Linked DNA regions of Zea mays: region 1 is linked to region 2. A link is a contact called in public Hi-C data. All regions are on one chromosome and are shown on one strand. The core of a region is the stretch at or near the end of the contact, and the rest is flanking DNA. Distances in the headings are between cores, read along the strand shown. Region 1 holds the start of LOC100280038. Region 2 holds the start of LOC103650597 (glutathione S-transferase T3).

What was found. Hi-C and Micro-C count contacts between places; a contact is called where the count stands out from the background.
Region 1: a Hi-C map of tassel shows a contact between it and region 2, with 3 times the contacts expected there. The contact joins the promoter of LOC100280038 here to the promoter of LOC103650597 in region 2. A contact is called at or near these places in 6 of 25 Hi-C or Micro-C datasets (bundle sheath, ear, leaf and 1 more).

The regions. Positions count from the first base shown.
Region 1 is chr3:136,788,016-136,793,504 of Zm-B73-REFERENCE-NAM-5.0, forward strand. It overlaps LOC100280038, which reads left to right and starts at 2,702. Exons shown (of 6, transcript NM_001152980.1): 1 at 2,702-2,892; 2 at 3,210-3,627; 3 at 3,798-4,073; 4 at 4,176-4,219; 5 at 4,335-4,447; 6 at 4,527-5,412. The coding sequence starts at 4,335. The coding sequence ends at 5,142.
Region 2 is chr3:136,620,566-136,625,850 of Zm-B73-REFERENCE-NAM-5.0, forward strand. LOC103650597 (glutathione S-transferase T3) reads right to left here and starts at 2,290. Exons shown (of 6, transcript XM_008676163.3): 1 at 1,907-2,290; 2 at 815-996. The coding sequence starts at 1,981.

The sequences.
Region 1 (5,489 bases), core at 1,452-3,951, 170 kb after region 2:
CATCTTCTCTCTTTTCCTCTGCACTTGTTGATGTATGGCTTCTAGGTCTTTGATTTCCTGGTCCAACTCCTCTTCCTGTGGTGTTGGGCTGGTAGCCTTTCTTTTCTGGCTCCGAGCTTCTCTCAGCGAGAGTGTCTCTTGGTTGGTGTCCAGTGGCTGTAGGGCAGCCCCTGGCACTGTTGCCTTCTTCAGCGGCATGACGAAGGTGAATGCTTGCCGAAGGTCGTGAAAGTGAGTTCACCGGAGGTGGGCGCCAATGTTGGTCACTTGTTCTCAAATGTTGTGAATCAAGAAAAAGGCAACACAATCGTTTGTTCTCAAATGTTATGAATCAAGAACAAGGCAACACAATCGTTAAGTATTAAGGACCTTCGTCTTTCGAAGCATTACCTCCTCGCGGATATAATGATCATCAAACGAAGGTCATGAAGGACATGCCTTCATCATATTATAGATAAATAAGAATACATAAGGATAAATATAATGAATATAACTCATTGATTCATTCATATTTGCATTCCATAAAGTATGTATGAGTATTAACATAATATGTATTATATTGATACCTTCGGCTTGCTCGAAGGTGCTGACGCGGGGGTGATTACAATCTAGAATGAACAGTACAGTGTTACTGTTCATCTATTTATAGGCACGGGACGCAGCCCGGGTAAAAGTACATTTGTATCCCTGACATTACTTATGACCATAACATAAATCATTAAGGACTAGTTAGTCTTTTCCCCTTCTGGTCAGCATCATGTTTGGCCTTCATCACCATGTTAAGCCAAAGCTATTATCCTTCGACTATAGCTTCGGCGTTCATCCTTATCATCTTCGAATTATATCTTCACCTCGTATGCTTTCGCCATGGGAGAAAACTTCCATCCTAAAGCCGAAGCTCCCTGTAATAATCCATATCATGCTGAAAGCATATAGTTAGTCATGTTTTTTAGGACATTTGGAAGAGAAAAGCCCCCAACAAATTCTATGATAGATAAGGGCTGACGACACGGTTTGATTTCCCTGCCGAAAAGTTTGGTTTCTCGGTAAATTTCTCGTTCCCGCTCACGTGCGAGAAACACTTTTCGCTCTAGTTTTTTTGCTGTATTTCGGTTCCAAATTTTAAAATATGAAATTAATTTTTGTCAAACAAAATTTTGGTATAGTAAATATAAAAAGGTGAACTATGGCTAACAATGATCAATGGCGTAGTAGGTAGTGTGGTCGATATCCGACCTAGCGCGAAGTATATTGTGGAGGCATTGGTCTAGCGCTAACCTTTCGTGAGCAGGAGACTTTGAGGTACACAAACAATCGTTGTCACGCTCACGACGCACGGCTAGGGATGCCAACAGGTTTGAAATTCTCACGTACAAACCCATACATGTGAGGTTAATATTAAATCTGCACACATTATACGCGATGGGTACAATATGACATTCGCACCTGCTACCCGCAGGGCATATAATTACACATATATTTTATACCTGTGAGGAAAAAAATATGTTGATCAAACTCAACCTCGTGACCACTAGGAGCGAAGATACGTTCTGTCTTCTGTGCACCCCTAAAAATGCAAATAAAAAATTTATAGATTTAATTAAGATTTCACCATATTTGTACCATCTTAATAAAATTTTATGCCTCCATAATATAAATACACCTATTTAAATTTGTACTAGCTTCGCCACCTGTAGCCACGGGTAAAAAAAAAGTTCACATCCAACTTGCACTCTATGTCGCGGGGAAAATGTGCACATCGTCCTGCCTACGCACCGCGGGGAAGAGAGTGCAGAGAGGAGAGCGAGGACAACCAAACAAATCGAGCCGGATGTTGCGGGAATATCTTCCTGGTTGATCGGGCGGGAACGGGGAATCTGTCCAAGTGCTCTCCAGATCTGGAGTCAAAGGATACTGCCCTATTTGGTCTGTCCATCCCAGCCTCCAAGAATACAAGCAGCTGTAGACCACGAAACTCTGCTTCGATAGCAGGAGCAGCAGAGAGAGAGACGCACGCCGGCTATCAGTTCAGTTCTTCTGGGCATCTCTCAACTCAAGGAGGAGACACGACTTGGCTCTTCTTCCTCTCCGGCGCGGCGCGGCGCGTGCGTCCTATTCTCTCTCAGGTTCCGTGCCTCGTTCATCATTTCTTGGATTGGATGCCATGGTGCTCCACCATGACATCCGGCTCTGTGTCGTGCTCTCCATTTTGTCAGAGCACAAAATCTGGGGTCTCTTCGACTTGGTTGGCTTTGGTTCACACATGCATTTTTAATTTTTTTTTTTTTGTTATTGGATGATGATGATGACGATGATGTCACTGAAAGAGACATGATTTTGCGCAGAATATCTCTGTGACTGTGAGCGATGAGTATTACTACCTTTTGCCTGTCTAAATTCACTTTCCCTGGACTCCCTGTCTGCTTGCTCTGGTCCCTGATTGGATTTGGATGGAGAGGGGAAACAAACAAGGAAATGTTCAGAAAGTCGCGGAGCGTGCAATGGACTGAGAGCTATACTATACATGTGTTGTCGTAGAGTAATTTTGCTTGGAGGCAAACGAGCGGAGGGTCACTGTCATCGGCCCAAATTATTTTCCACGGCGATGACGAGTGCATCGCTCGTCCGTTCCTTCCTCTCTCCTCCTCCTCCTTTCCCTGCTCCATCCAGACTCCAACTAAACGCCATTGGTGAATGGATCCCAAGGAGGTCAAACTGATGCAGAGCAAGTTGGACTTTTCAGTCAGTGGCCTGGCCTTGCAGATCGCTCCCGCGAGGCTGGCCGAAGAGGCAGGGGGCTTGTTAGTAGTCCAGTCGCTGCTATAAAATAAAGCGGCCATGAACCGTGTTCTCGCTCTCGCGTGTGCGTCTTCTCTGCTCACATGCCGCGAGGTAGGTGATTTGCGCTCTTGTTCTTCTCTTACCCTTGACCATGAAAATGCTTCCTTTTCTCTGGTTGAGATCTTCCCCTCCCCCTGCCGGATCTGAATCTCATCCCCGGGTGGGGCCGTGGGGGGGACTCTAGCTGGAGGGGCACTTTCTTGTTCACCATGTTTGTCGTGCCCTTAATACATTTTTTGTAGTACCTTCCTGTCAAAACTACAAGAAATGGAGATTTTGGATGGATGCATGTGTACATGTCTCTCGGAAGGAAAAGCCCGCAAGATCGGATCGATCACTTACTTGGCTACTGCTGCCTGCTGCTGCAGGTGCTCCAGGAACAAGTGCCGTCCACCAGATCCAGGCTCGGCATGTTCGTGATCGAGGACAAGGGCGGCGCCATCGCGCTGATGCTGGCGTCGCTCCTGTTCCTGGGCACCTGGCCGGCCGTGCTCACCCTGCTGGAGCGCCGGGGCCGCCTGCCGCAGCACACGTACCTGGACTACTCCATCACCAACCTCCTCGCGGCCGTGCTCATCGCGCTCACCTTCGGCCAGCTCGGGGACAGCAGGCGCGGCATGCCCAACTTCTTCACGCAGCTCGGCCAGGACAACTGGCCCTCTGTGCTGTTCGCCATGGCCGGGGGCGTCGTGCTCAGCGTCGGCAACCTCTCCACCCAGTACGCTTGGGCCTATGTGGGCCTCTCCGTCACTGAGGTCATCAGCTCCAGCATGGTGGTGGTCATAGGTAGGTTCGCATCATCGTTAGTAATAATCATCACATGAGAGGGAAGGGAAAGGGAGGGACCTCAATGATCATGCACATTTGCTTCTTCTCCCATTAAAAATGAGATATAATTCGGAGTCTAGCAACACCTTGCCTGCTGACATTTTTCTTTTCAAATGGAAGCAAATCAGCAGTGGTTGTCTGACAGACCAAGTTTCGTTTCTGTTCTGTCAGCTTTGAAATGGAAGAAAAAGTCTTTGTTTTGATTTCCACGTCTTCCAATTCTTGTGTTCTTCAGGCACCACGCTGAACTACTTCCTGGACAACCGCATCAACAGGGCAGAGATTCTGTTCCCTGGTGTGGCGTGCTTCCTCGTCGCCGTCATCCTTGGCTCCGCTGTCCATTCCTCCAATGCAGCTGACAATGAGCAGAAACTCGGTGCCTCCACGAATGCCTACAAACTCGGGTATCTTTCTGATCATTCATTTCAACCTCCTGATCTGAGTAGTTTGCCATTTACATCTTTAATCTTTTTATTTATAGACTGCTCTGACTGTCGTTACTGCAGGACAAGTGGAAATGTGGAACCAAGCAAACAAGCTGTAGACAGAGGTAGTATAACATGTGAAAACTGCTGCTGATTTGTTGCAGATTTTTTTCCCAGTAACTTATCTAGTTTCAGGTGTTCATTGTCTATCTGAAGAAGAAAGAACAAATCTAATTTCAGATGCTCCCAAAGACTTGGAGGAGAGTGGAGCCTCTGGAATCCGGCAACCTGACAAAGCTGAGGCAGGCACTGCAGAGTACCTCATTGAGCTTGAAGAACGGCGATCAATTAAGGTAACCACCATACTCATTATGGATCAATAGCAGCCCTGGGGTTTTTGATCTTGACGACGGTAATTGTATTTCCTGCCAGGTATTCGGTTCAAACACCTTCATCGGGCTGGGGATCGTCTTCTTCGCGGGCGTGTGCTTCTCGCTCTTCTCCCCGGCGTTCAACCTGGCCACTAACGACCAGTGGCACACGCTCAGGGACGGCGTGCCGCACCTGGTGGTGTACACCGCCTTCTTCTACTTCTCCATCTCCTGCTTCGTCGTCGGCGTCGGACTCAACGTCCTGTTCCTCTACCGCCCCATGGCCGGCGTGCCCCGCTCCTCCCTCGGGGCCTACCTCAGGGACTGGGACGGCCGCCAGTGGGCGCTCCTCGCCGGCCTGCTCTGCGGCTTCGGCAACGGCTTCCAGTTCATGGGCGGCCAGGCCGCAGGGTACGCCGCCGCTGACGCTGTCCAGGCCCTGCCGCTCGTCAGCACCTTCTGGGGCGTACTGCTCTTCGGGGAGTACCGCAAGTCGTCGCGGAAGACCTACGTCCTGCTCGGCTTCATGCTCTTCATGTTCGTCGCCGCTGTCGCCGTGCTCATGGCTTCGTCAGGTCACAGGAGCACAGAGTGAATTGCAAGTCTTGTTCGTCCTCTGCTTGTTGCAAGCCCTTCCACTTGCGATTGATCCACGGAAAGATCCATCGTCTTCGTGAAGCAGGGGAAATCCATTCCTTCCAGCCATTAATGAGATCTTCAGAACAATGGAATGGAGATGTACAAAAAAATGGTTGTTGTATGATTGATCAAATGTATAGAACTATTTATATTCTTTCCAAGACAATTGGCTGATAGGATAGGAACTGTTCCAGGGGTGGAAAAAATCTCTATCTTTATGAACAGGGTAAAAGCAATGTTCAGAAAAAAGTAGTTTGTGCCTAGTATGACAGATTCAGAATGGTATCAGTACTCCCGCTGTTTTGGAATGTTCAAGAGAAAACTAGTGGATGCTCTAAATCTTATAATCTTGCAATGCTTCTCGGACCCATGCAGTATCTCCCCC
Region 2 (5,285 bases), core at 1,040-3,539:
CTCCATTCAGCACCAGATTTCTCTTTATGCTGATGATGTTGTGCTGTTTGTGAGGCCAATAGCAAGTGACCTCAATTTTGTTAGTCAGAATCTGGATCTGTTTGGGGATGCTACAGGGTTAAAGACCAACATTAATAAGAGTAGTGTGGCGCCGATACAATGCTCTTCTGCTGATCTTGAGGTCATCCAGAATGTCTCCTGTGCAAGATTGATGAGTTCCCTATCAAATATCTGGGGCTGCCTTTATCTCTCAAGAGACTCACTAAGGCCCATCTTCAGCCATTGATTGATAAGCTTGCTGATATCTTGCCCGCTTGGAAAGCTGATTTGATGACTAAGGCCGGGAGAGCCATTCAAGTTTAATTTGTGCTCACCGCTACAACTACATATCATGCTATGGCTCTTGACTTGCCTAAATGGGCTCTTAAGGCTTTCGATAAGATTCGGCGTGGGTTCCTATGGAGAGGCTGTAAAGAGGCTAATGGGGGCATTGTCTGGTGGCTTGGTCCAAGGTGACTCGTCCAAAGGAGCTGGGAGGTCTCGGCATTTCTGACCTCCAGAATCTTAATTGGGCTCTTCGTGTTAGGTGGCTTTGGTTGAGGAAGCCATCCCTAAACTCTAAAATTGATATGTTTTTACTTAGCTGTTCCATTGAGCCATTGAGGCTTGTAGACCATTTCAATAATTATTTCCATGTATACAAAAATAATCAAGATGTGAGTACAGCCAAAAGTATGAACAGCACAGTATCCAATGATGCATACAATGAGTATTCTGCCAGAATTAACATCAACTGAAAGCAAGTAACACATACAGTTTCACATGGTAGTATGTCACTGGCGCCATGAGTAGAAACGGCAGCCAATGCAATGTCAAGAGGAAAGAAGCACAAAGTGCCCCTTGGAGTGAGTATTCTTTCATCACCACAGCATTGACGCGAGATGATGAATCAAATGGGTTGATATAATCATACTCCAAATCTACCAGACACAAAAGCTGGCATACAAGCAGAAAGGCAGAATCAGTTGAAAAAATCAACAAGAGTGGATCAATTAACAAGAAGCCAGGCAAATTGGTGCATAAATTACTAAATTTACTTCTAAAGAATAAACACTACAGCTTGTGTTGCAGTTAGGCTTTATGCTTGATCTGGCTGGTGAGGTTGAAGTCACTGATCAATCATGTTGAAATATGAGCTTTAGACACTACAAACTGGTGACAATTAATTCAACTGATACAGACAGATGACAAGCTGGTTTGGTACCAAGTACAGGACTACAGTCATGAGATATATGATTACATCCACCAAGTCCTATCAGATGGTACTAACATTCCAAACAGAACGATAGGCAGTAGCAGCATGTTTCTAACAAGATACGGCCCTATAGAAAAATTCAATACCACTACCCTATCTAGGCTCATAAACAGAAATTGTTGAATCTAACTCCTGCAGAAACGTTGTAAATCTTACTGTAATCCCTCCATGTAACCTGTACATATCTTCATATTTTGTATACGAAGACGTTTTCTTTTCTCGATTTTATGCCAGAATCTATGAGCTAACATTGAACAGGAAACATGCCTTCTTTTTTTCTCTGGAAAAGGAAAAAAAATGTCCGGGAGTTTATCTCGTCACCATCCACCACGCCACGCGGAGTGAATGGCACGAGAAGAAACACCGTTGACTAAACTCCGCATCAAATCCCCACAATCACGGCAGCCTTGGGCCGAAAGCGGGCAGCGGTTCGCCGGCTGGGCGCAAGATTTTGGACGAGAAATTTTTGAAATTTGGCACCTAATTCGCAAGCATTTAAATATCTGACGCACTGGCCCACGTGTCAATGACTCAAAGAGACCCCACATGTCGGTGAACTGCTAAGAGATGCAAATGGGCCGTCGGGCTTGCCTGGTACACGGTGAGGCCGACGAGGAGCACGACGGAGGCGAAGGAGAAGAGCCACAGGATGAGTTCCACAGACATTGCTGCCGCAGGGGGTTGACGACTAGCTCCTCGCGGAACAACTTCTCGCTGGCGTTCCGAATGGAAGGGACCTAAACCAGCCTGGTGGTGACTCTGCACGCCCCGCGGTCACAATGGCGCTCTTGGCGCCGGAGACGAGATAGAAGGCGGGTTGGGATGGGGAGAGGAGCAGGTGGTTCGCGGTTGCTGGAGCTCCCGCCATCCTTGAGAAAATCCCTTAATCATGTCACTGACACATGAATATCTTTTAATATCCAACTCACATTCACATGTGTCGTTGAGAGTCTGCCATTCGAAAGTCGGTGGTGCAAGTGCAAAGGACATTTCCCCTGCTGCTGACTTTTTTTTCCCAAACAGTAGTAGGGCTGCGACTGCGAGACTGCTGAAAATGCACGAGAAAAAAACAGAGTACACTGTTCTAGCGACAGCACAAGCTGTCAAGGCATATCAACTAAACAGTCTATATAAAAATAGCCCGCGTGATTAGTATGGAGTAGCTATTATTATTCTCGTAATGTTGAACCAACAGGTGAAAGGTCCCACAAACTTCCACCATTCAAGCAACAGGAGATGACTAGAAAATAATGTTTTCTACACAATCGGTCCTAAATTAAAATTCGTTTTAAATAATTACTACATTCATACATTACTATATCTATATTTTTAAATATAGATATTTAGATTTATCGTCATTTATCTAAATATATACGTAAAAATCAAGAGCTAAAACAAATACTATTTTAAGACGAAGTGAGTATTGTTTATGAGTATTCCTATAAACTACTACTCTATAGTTATTATTTTATAGACTACTATATTAATAGGTTTGTCATTGTTTTTGTTAGCCGGTAAGTAATAATTTAGTCTTTGAGACTTTTGATATTGCTATATTGCGGTGGAGTGCGCATCTCCACAAATCAAATTGTTTTTGTGTGTATATATTACAAGTAATGGGCTTTCCATAGCTAGAGAAGTCCTGATCTAATACTGTCATCCGGTTCAACCACACCTGGTCCTGTACGTCTATAAAAAGAAGCATCAAACCACTAGGGTTCGGTTTTTTATGTCCCCACCCTGATGCACAAGCGGCAGCTCCCCGAGGCGTGTGGGGCGACGGCTCCCCGATCTGGAGACGCGACGATGGTGACTCCCCGATCCAGAGGCGTGGTGTCGGTGGCTTCCCAGTGGCACAGCAGCGGTGGCTCCTTGGAGGTGCGCGCGGGGTTCTCCATCCGCACCACGGGCCGCAGGACATCCTCCTCTGACGGTCTCCGCCTATCCGGTGGCTTTAGGGCATCCTCCGGTGGCAACCTCATCTGATCCATGTTTATGTCTCCATGATTATTTTTACGTCGATCGCTGCACTACTTTACGCATTCCATTTCAGGATTTAACATGATGAATATGACGTCTCTCACTTGGCTTGATATATTTTACGGTAATAACATTTACGCTACATCTGCCATTATTTTACTCCCAAACATGATGTTTTTTACGATCATAAATACAACACATCTGAGTTATCAACAACTCTCACATTGGCTCGATATTTACGATGAAGATTTTTACACTAAAAATTGAAGGATTTTATGCAAATCTAGAGATGCGTCACCAAGGCTTGGTGAAAGTCGCCTAGAGGGGGTGGATAGGCGAAACCTGAAAATTAAAACTTTATCCCCCAACTAGATCCTTTGATTAGTGGTTAGAACAAGATATACAATTATCGGAGTATAAAAACTAAGTCCTTCCTTGTAAAGAGTATTGCTTTCAAATAATGCGGAATCGATAAATCAATACTACTAATAAGTCTATGAGAATAAATCACGAGGGCTTAAATAAGAAGAGTAATAACACAAGTTCTTTCTTGTAAGGTGTTGCTTCACTAGATGAGAATTTAACTTAAAGCAACACCAAATAGTATTAGCAAAGAATAGTGCAAGAAAAACTTAGAAAGGGAAAGAACAAACAAATCACAAGCAATAAGCACACGAGACACGGGTGATTTGTTTTACCGAGGTTTGGCCCTCGAAGGCCTAGTCCCCGTTGAGGAGTCCACTAAGGACGGGTCTTTTTCAACCCTTTCCCTCTCTCCATCGATCACCAAAGACCGGCGAGCTCTTCTTCTTCTCAAGGATCACTTAAGACCCCGCAAGTACAACCACACTCTTTGGTGTCTCTTGCTAGCTTTTACAGGCCTCCAAAACTTTGGAGGAAGTTCAATGGGAGTCAAAAACTCCACACACAAATGATCACAAGATGTAGTGCTCACTAACTCTCAATGATTCTCACAAGGCACTCTTGCTAGACTCACACGAGAGGCTTTCTTTTACTAGCTCTCTTTTTGTGGCACTTGTGTTGGTTGTAGTGGCCTAAATTTTGCGCATAGGATGGATCAATGAATTTATGTGGTTGGGAGGGCTTGAGTATGTCAACTAGATGACTTGGAATGTTGCTTGGACTCCCTCCCCTTGAAGTGGCCGGTTGGGGTGGTATTTATAGTCACCAACCAAATTGTAGCCGTTGGAGAAGGCCGCTGGCGATGGGCGCACCGGACAGTCCGGTGCGCCGCCACGTCATCCTGTTCGTCAGGGTTGGAGCTGGTCGACCGTTGGAGGCTTTGTCCTCATGCGGCACTGGACAGTCCGGTGCGACATCGGACAGTCCGGTGCCCCTCTGACCAACTGCTCTGACTGCTGCCGCGTTCACTGTGCTGCACTGTTCCCTGTCAGAGTCGACCGTTGCGCGCAGATAACCGTTGCTCCGCTGGTGCACCGGACAGTCCGGTGAATTATAGCGGAGCTGCGCCTGGGAAACCCGAAGCTGGAGAGTTTGAGCTGATTCACCCTGGTGCACCGAACACTGTCCGGTGGCACACCGGACAGTCCGGTGCGCCAGACCAGGGCACACTTCGGTTTCCATTTTGCTCCTTTCTTTTGAAGCCTAACTTATTCTTTTGATTGGTTTGTGTTGAACCTTTCTGAAAGGGAAATGTGCCCTTGGGCCATTTCTAAGTATTTTGGTGATTGAGTGCCAACGCAAGTGCTTTTGTGTTGATCTATGCAATGTGGTGGACAAAGTGCAAATCATGTCAAAAGGTATGTTCTAGACTTAGTACATTGTTTTTAATGGACTAATGTATTGTGTCTAAGTGCTGGAAACAAAAAAGATTGAATTGGAAATGAGATGGCTCTGTTCAGCCAAAGTCAGCTCGGTCTGGGTACACCGAACTGTCCGGTGTACCAGGCTGGCTCAGGCGAACTTGCCGCTCTCGGGAAGGAATTAACGGCGTACGGCTATAATTCAC